3 separate regions of the Gossypium hirsutum genome follow, and regions 1 and 3 are each linked to region 2. Evidence: chromatin contacts called from public Hi-C data. All regions are on one chromosome and are shown on one strand. Each heading gives the region's core, a stretch centred on a gene start, on an enhancer-like site or on the middle of the called end of the contact. The rest is flanking DNA. Distances are from core to core; before and after follow the strand shown.

Region 1 (2,700 bases), core at 12-2,511, 200 kb after region 2:
ATTTGGGCTTCAAAAGGAATTCTACAGGATGGAATGTGGTGGCGAGTGGGAACAAGTACTAACATCTCAATTACGAAGGCTACTTGGGTTCTAGGCTTTTGTTAATTACAAAGTATGAATGAGTGATCTTATCCCAGATTCAATGATGGTGGCAGATATAATTGAAAGGGATTCAAGGCAGTGGAATGAAGGGCTAATTCATAATACCTTTTCTAAGATTGATGCTGAAAGAATTTTAAGAATTCCTTTGGTGAGGATTGCACATGAGGATTTTCAAGTGTGGAAAGGAGAGGTCTCTGGTGACTATTCTGTCCGCAGTGCTTATAAATTGCTTCTACAACAATCAATGGACCCTAACCTTCTACTTGAACAGACAACATACAGACAGTTTTACAAAAAATTATGGGGCCTACAACTACCCACCAAATTGAAAATTACATTCTGGAGATGCTCGAAGAATTATATCCCTACTCTATGTAATTTATATTACAAGCGGTTATCAAACGAAACTGTTTGTTCTAAATGTGCAGATTCAACAGAGACTTTAAAGCATGCTTTTAGGGACTGCCCTGCGATCAAGGAGATTTGGCGACAATTACAATGTGCATGGCTTAGCTAATTTGAAAATCTGTGTTTTCTGGATTGGGTTACCTGGTTCTTTGAAAATTTCAGGGCTAGTGATTCAGGGTGCAAATGGAAGAGTCCTGGGTTCTAGAACTGTTCTCAATGATAACATACCTTCGGTTTTTACAGCAGAGGCCCTGACTTGTATTTAATGTCTTCAAATGGGACTGGATTTGGGTTTCACTACCGTGGAGATAGAAGGTGATGCCTTGTCTGTCATAAAAAAAGCACAGCAGAAGGATAATGACAAATCAAAAATCCATGCCTACATAAAAGACTGTCAAGGGCTTAGCAGGAGTTTTCAAATATGCAAGTTCAAATACGGGGAATGTTAAAAAATGGAGTGGCTCATCTACTTGCGACGGAGGGTTTGAGACAAAAGAAACATTGGAATATGAGGAGGTCGAGAGAGAACGATTATGCAGCTTGCCGATCTGATGGGTGAGTAATCTGTCATGAAAATTGGAGAGATGGGGGATCTAAAGAGATGGAGGAAGCAGATGAACAGTTCTTGAAACTTTGAAAAGAGAAACCATTAAAGTTGGAAGCTTTTTCTGTTTGTGTTTTCAGGAGTCGTGCTAATATTAATTGTACCTGTTACAATTTGGAGGCTTTCAGAGCATCTCCTGCCTTTTCGCGGGGTTGGGTCATATAATTGGGCCTACTTTTTTGCCTTTTATTGGGCTACATTGTGTTTGGTGTTCTAATAATAATACCCAGCAAATTATTAAAAAAAATTAAAATCAATAATAGAATATGTGTTTGAATTCAATTAATGGCAGTTGAATGAATCATAATGAGAAGTATATTATTTAAAGGTATAAATATATAAAGAAAGTGGTATTTTATTTAATACTTTTGAAGCTAATAAATAAATATTTTTAAAAATATTTATAGAAAATAATAATTAAAAAATTAGTAGTGTATCAACAACATTTTTATTATAAATATAATAAACAATTAAACTCTGTTAAAACTATTTTTTGTAAAAAAAATATTAAAAAAATAAAATATACATTAAAAATTTTATATTATATAATATTTAAATTTATTAAATAAAATATTAAAATGATAGAAACTTTATATTAAATAATAACTAAAATTATATTTATAATAATTATTTTAAAATAAAGTGGGGTACAATAATAATTTTACCCTTGAAAGGAGTTCCAGTTGATTCAGAGTGACTACTACTAGAAAAAATAGAAATAGACATTAGAAGTTTTTTTTACGCAATTTAAAATCTTTTATGTTTACGGGGTTTTATTTAGAGAATAGTCTGTTAAAAACTTAGTAGAAACTTGAAATAATAAGGGAGCAATGCCTACTTGAAGTGTCATTGCGATAGAAAATAGGAATGAAGACAACGAAATATTTATTTAGTTCGATTTCCCTATGTTTACGGGGCCTTGTCTAAAGATGGAAAAATCTAAAACACCCGATGGATTCTTAGAGCGTATTATTTTTGCTTGAAAAGTGGATGTAGGGTGGAGCGGGATAGATTTTTTTCTTTTGGATAGTGGGTATGGAGTGGTTATCGTAATTGCTTCCCTCACCCCGGCCCGCTCTATTGTATGAAATTACCATTTTATCCTTTTATATATAAAATATTAAAGGGTAAAAATGTAATAACATAATATAGAAAAATATATTTTATGTTTAATTTTTTTTGAAGAATTATGTTTATATATTTACTTGAATTTAAAAAGATTGGAAAAATTAAAGATAAGTTGCAAAAATTAAATTGAAGCGGAGCCAGGTGGGGCGGGGATGGATGCATCCAATATCCATGAAGGTGGTAGTTGTTTTCAAGATTATATATCCATAATGGAGAAGGGCAGGTGGTGGTGAAGATCGTGCCAATTGTGGAGTAGTAGTGGATTTAGCAATATTCGCCCACACCCTGCTCCATTGCCATCCCTAGCTTTGCCCGAAAATAATCTCTATCTTTCAACCTCGTACAACAAGTGATTTAAGTTCTATCACACACTAATATAACAAACCTCAGTTCTACATGTAAGATCTAGATCACTCTCCCCTAAATTTTTCGTTTGAAAACTTAGTGTATAAACCAAG
Region 2 (2,700 bases), core at 63-2,562:
GTACAGAGACTCTAATTACAAGGATATTACCTTTCTTTAGTTATATCTTATACCACTTAATTCCTTAAGCATTGCGCTTTCATTATTGTTGCTAAACAAATTTAAACTAAGTACATACATTCGTGGAACAATAAATGATATTCAAATATGGCAAATCTTTGTTGTTGTTGCAGCAGATTAAAATATGTGGTTAATGCTTAAATTCACGATAATAAATTGTACTAACTTATGATGGAAATTTTTTTATATAATAAATATATTTATAAAATATTGTTGTAAAAATTAAACTTTATTGAAATAATAAAATAAAAATAACATAAGTTTCAAATTTTATTATATGAGTTTGCATTTTTTTTCTTTTTTTAAATATAAAAAAACAAAAATAACCTCAAAATCATAATCATAAAGTAAGATATAATATTTTAAGTATCTTCTATATCTACAATAGCATAACAAATTTCTACGAGCAAAGTTATAACCCTGTCATATGTATGAGACAGCATAACTCATTTGTGAAAAAATAAATTTGAGTGTATAAAATAATAATAAATTATAAAATTCATAGATAAGTTTAGGGAAGACAATGGAACGAGAGAGGACAGATATTACTATAAATCCACCATCACTTCATAGTTAATATGCTCTGCTACACTATCCACTTCGCTCCATATTAGATATATAATTTTAAAAATTATTATCACTTTTATGGATGTTGAATGCATCCATATTCGTCCTACCCCACCCAGTTCTGCGTCAATTTAATTTTTGTTACTTATCTTTAATATTATCATTTTTTAGTGTCAAATAAATATTTAAACATAATGTTTCAAAAAATAATAAAAAATAATATATATATAATGATAAAATAATAGGTGAGTTGAGACGGAATAGGCAATTGTCATAATCACTTCATATCTACTTTTCCAAAAAAAAATTCTACTCCAAAATTCAATATATAATCACTCATGTGCTTTACAATTACAATGATGCAACTGTAAGTTAAATATTTGAATATTTATAGAAAAAGAAAAGAAAAAAAAAAGAGACTAGCATTTCCCCCAGTTATCATCTCTCTTAGAAAATAATAGAAAAAGAAAAGAAAGAAATACCATTTCATGTTCTGACAAAAGTAGCCCTCCCAAGCTTGTCAACGTTGTGATTCACACAGAGTTTTAATTAAATTGCTAAAAACAATCGCAAGCTTCAACCTTGGTGTGTAGCATTTGATGTTAGCCAATTCCATTAAAAGGATGAAAAAGGGACATAGTGACTAATGGTTTTCATGTGTTGTTTTCTGTAACATTTACTCTCTAGTTCAGGGCAAGAGGCTTTTTTTTACCATTTAAAAGAGGAGGGGAAGTTTCTAGAAGAGTGTATGGAGAAGGAAAATAGGCATCTCAGGTTTTGTCTTTCCTCAAACAAGGTAAGTTTGATTGAGATAATGAGCAATGCCCTCACTTCCCTACTTTCCACTGCTGTCTTTGTTCTTGTTACTTGCCTTGCATGCACTACCATCATCCTTAATGCTCACATTTATTTCCCCATTTTCCATTTCACCTTGCTTTCACTCTCTTGTTGACTGTCTCACCCATGTGCTCCCTGTGATGTCCCCACCATCCATACTTCATATATGGAAATGTCAATACAGCATCTTCAAATCATCAAGACTCTCAATGCTTCCTATAACTTTAATATAATTTTCATATGCTTTCAATTTTTAACCATTTTGGGATAAACCCACTTTAATTGATGGATCCATACGTGCACCCACACACATTTCATCTTCCACTTTTAAATTAATAAAACAGTTAACCCTATCACTTAAACATACGCAATACCGCATAGTGCAATGTCTGCCAAAACTAACATCATATATAAACTTTTATGAAAACCTTAGTCGACATCCTTCCTACTTCATGATGCAATTCTTGATGTTTTCAGATTAGTAACAGCTTTCTTCACCATACAATCATAATCCTATTTTATTTTCAGTTTTTAAACTTGCCTAAAAGTATCTAAGTGGCATTTTTTTTAGTTGGCATCTGAATTTATATTTAGTTACACACATTATCCTAATTTGTTAATAGTATTACTTTTTTAAGGGTTAATATGTAGTTTGCTCCATGAACTTGTTCAAAAAGTACCTAGTTGATACTTGTACTTGTCCAAAAAATTATACATTTTTAAACGTAATTTATATTTTCTAAAAGATTTACAATTTTTTAATTTATATCTATCACAAGTCATACTAAGAGGCTACGACATGTCACTAGTAGGATTGGCCATCGGGGTAACGTCAACATTTGTTAGTGCGGAAATAACAACCTGGGTGATGATATATAAATTTAAATACCAACTAAGTAAATGAATTAAGTGGTGCGTGTGGTAAAAGCCTGACGATGATCAGAATATCAGGCTGTACTATTGTGTTGTTGGTATGGGAAGACCTAACAGTCATGGATTATGTCAAAATTCGTTAATTGAATTTGTTGGATTGTTGGTTCAAGGGGTCACCATTCATGCCTGGGGCTGACTCACTTTCTAGAACATAGCAAAGAGATGGGATAGTTTATGAAGATAGGCAAGATTCCAGGTGTTCTGTTAAAGGAAATATACAGATTGTTCCAAGCTTTTATGAATTGAATAGAGGATATTATCAATTTACAACCAGGGAGGGAAATGGGCCTGGGTTAAAATAAG
Region 3 (2,700 bases), core at 197-2,696, 160 kb after region 2:
CTCCACTGTAGTGTACACTACCAATGGCACCCTCATGTGTCAGATGTTGGGATTCACCAAGAATTCAAACAGAATGCATTCTTGAATTCTCGGATCGGAGTATGTTGTCCATTCAAACTATATTAAAATAATAAAAATTTTAATTATATATACTATTAATTTTTAAATAAACTACGTTAATATTATATAATTCAAATTTAAAAAATGCATACATTTGCTTCCGATCATTGATCTAACAGAAGTTGTATATCTTAAAGCTTCTCCGTAGTCCCACGTAACTCAGCACATGGTTCCACCTATTGAAATAATATGTTAACACAATAATTTAAAATTTAAATAATTTTATTATGATAAATATATTATCTAATAAATTTTACCTTGTTATGAATGAGAATGTATAAGGGTAGTTCGCTTGAAGACATAAAAATGGCAGTCAGTACCACACCCATAATTGCAGTAGTAACATGCAACCACTGATTTTATTTGTGGTTCCATCGTTCAACAGATCTACCGATACAATGTCGCAAACACAACTGACCCCCAACACGTCTAAAGTCCACGAGTTTTAGTAGTCACCTTAAACGGATAAGATTTCATGATTTATCAGGCATTAAGAGACCCTCGATGATCATAAAGATGTACGCCCGAGCGTGTTGTTCTCTTTAGACTTCACTCAATTCCGCATCAGCCCACCAAAATTTCTTTTCAACTAATTCATTTCTATTTAGGCTTCATAAATCGTGTCTGAAACCCTCCTAAAAGTTACTCGCATACACCTCTTCAATCAACTGTGACAACTAACCCAGTTACTACCGGCCCATCCACCGATAACCTGAGCAGTAACTGCACGTCCTCAAGTGTGACAATACACTCGTCTTATGGAAGATGAAATGTGTGCGTATCGAGTCTTCGCCTTTCCGCCAACGCGTTTACAAGTGTGGAGTCCAATTCACACCCCCTACCCATACGAGTCACATGCAAAAATCCCTCATCTCTCAAGTATGGTTCGATTAAGGACAGTAGAGGAGCGGGTAGCTTACAAATATACATCTCTAAAATCCGATCTTCCAACTATATTAAAAAAATACATATTATTAAATTTTAGTAGAACAAGAAAATATTTAAATTAAATTAGATTAAATATAATAAAAAATTCTTACCATTTGTAATTGATCAACCGAAATGTGCTTGTCATTCAAACGAATTAGAGATTTTTTCATTACTAATTTTAAAAATACGAAATAAATTGTAATGCAAAAATTAATTTAAAAAACCTTAATACAAATTTAATAAAAAAAGAGTTGAGAAATTAAGAAACAATTGAGAGAGAGATGAGTTGAGATGGAATTGAAAAAAAAATTGGGGTTTATATAGAAAAAAATAGCTGTTACTTGGAGGCGGTCGCTTCCAACTAAAAATTTTTAAAAAATCGACTTCATCCAATAATTTTTTTTAAATAATCTTAAGTATTTCACCCCATTATTTGTCTAAATCGGGCCACTGGGCCACTGTGTTTTAAAATTCAACGATACAAATTCAAACCGGCCCTCCGTTGCTTCCTCTTCTTTCTCATCAATTTGCTTGTACTTATCATAAACAATGTAGCTGACTGAATTAAGTGTTAGGGCTAGTTCTTCTACCCGGTGGAAAAACACTTTTACACCTAAAAGTGCTTTTGGGTGAAAAGTAAAGAAGAACACACTTCATTTGGGGTTAAATTTTCAACTTCTTTGAAGCACTTTTGGGCAGATGAAAAAGCAAAAATTTATAGCTTTTCAGCCAAAAAGTGCTTCTAAGCTGCTGTTTTACTTTTTTACCCACACACACAAACTGGTACTTTGCTCTCATCTCTTCTCTCATCTCTGGTTCTTTGTTCATCTGCTGCTTCTTTGATCCTCTGCTGGTGCTGGTTCTTTGTTCTTCTGCTGGTGCTGGTTCTTTCTTCCTCTGCTGGTTATTTGTTCCTCTGCTTGTACTGGTTCTTTGTTCCTCTGCTGGTGCTTTGTTCCTCTTCTCCACCACTGGTGAGTTTATCTTTTTTTTCATACGATGAGTTTTGTTGCCTGAACTTTTATGCATGATGAAACAGATGGTATTGGCTGCTAAGATAATGGACAAAACAAATTATGTTAGCATAGGGTTTCTGGAATCAAAACCCAAACCGAATTTTAACTCTTTCTTTGTTTTGGCTTGCTTTATTTATTTGGGGGGTGTAATACATGCATTCATCCTAACAAAAACTAAAAACATTGAGTTAAAATAGAAAACATGTTTCTTTGTCTCTGTGTCTCTCTCTATCCGTATCCATCAGTTCTGAAAACCCGGATTCGATGTTCTACCACTCCCACCAAATACAGCAATCCCTTAATGCAATCTTTGAGTTCCTGTATAACAACAGACCAATCAAGGTGGTAAAGCACAAACCTTCGCAAAGGAAACAAAACCTCATCTCTACGCGTGCACTTTTACTTAAAATTCAGTATTAAACCTCTGCTATAACAAAACACAATTCAACTACATTCTACATTTCATCATCTTCAATATTCATCAATCCACATGCAACATTTCTCTAGAAGATGCATTTTACAATGTTGATTCCGTTCCATTTCCTTAGTTCCGTTCCCTCTAGGTTACAAATTCATTAAGTATATCTCCAATTAAAGTCAAATCAATCTCATCATAGCTTCGAATTTGATCTTA

The links. Hi-C and Micro-C count contacts between places; a contact is called where the count stands out from the background.
Region 1: a contact with region 2 is called in a Hi-C map of leaf, with 2.5 times the contacts expected there. The contact joins the enhancer-like site here to the promoter of LOC107921581 in region 2. A contact is called at or near these places in 3 of 34 Hi-C or Micro-C datasets (all in leaf).
Region 3: a contact with region 2 is called in a Hi-C map of leaf, with 2.3 times the contacts expected there. The contact joins the promoter of LOC107922301 here to the promoter of LOC107921581 in region 2. A contact is called at or near these places in 9 of 34 Hi-C or Micro-C datasets (callus and leaf).

The regions. Positions count from the first base shown.
Region 1 is chrD01:51,167,975-51,170,674 of Gossypium_hirsutum_v2.1, forward strand. No RefSeq gene overlaps it. Among protein-coding and RNA genes, the nearest start is that of LOC107921854, 10 kb to the left of the region's middle. Within about 2 kb of position 1,262, at least 7 of the 9 cell types and tissues checked have an H3K27ac peak or open chromatin away from gene starts, as enhancers often do. A contact at or near this core is called in leaf, where this site is marked.
Region 2 is chrD01:50,970,314-50,973,013 of Gossypium_hirsutum_v2.1, forward strand. It overlaps LOC107921581 (axial regulator YABBY 4), which reads right to left and starts at 1,313. Exons shown (of 7, transcript XM_041087375.1): 1 at 1,110-1,313. The coding sequence starts at 1,112.
Region 3 is chrD01:51,129,506-51,132,205 of Gossypium_hirsutum_v2.1, forward strand. LOC107922301 (putative nuclease HARBI1) reads left to right here and starts at 1,447. Exons shown (of 5, transcript XM_041087376.1): 1 at 1,447-2,024.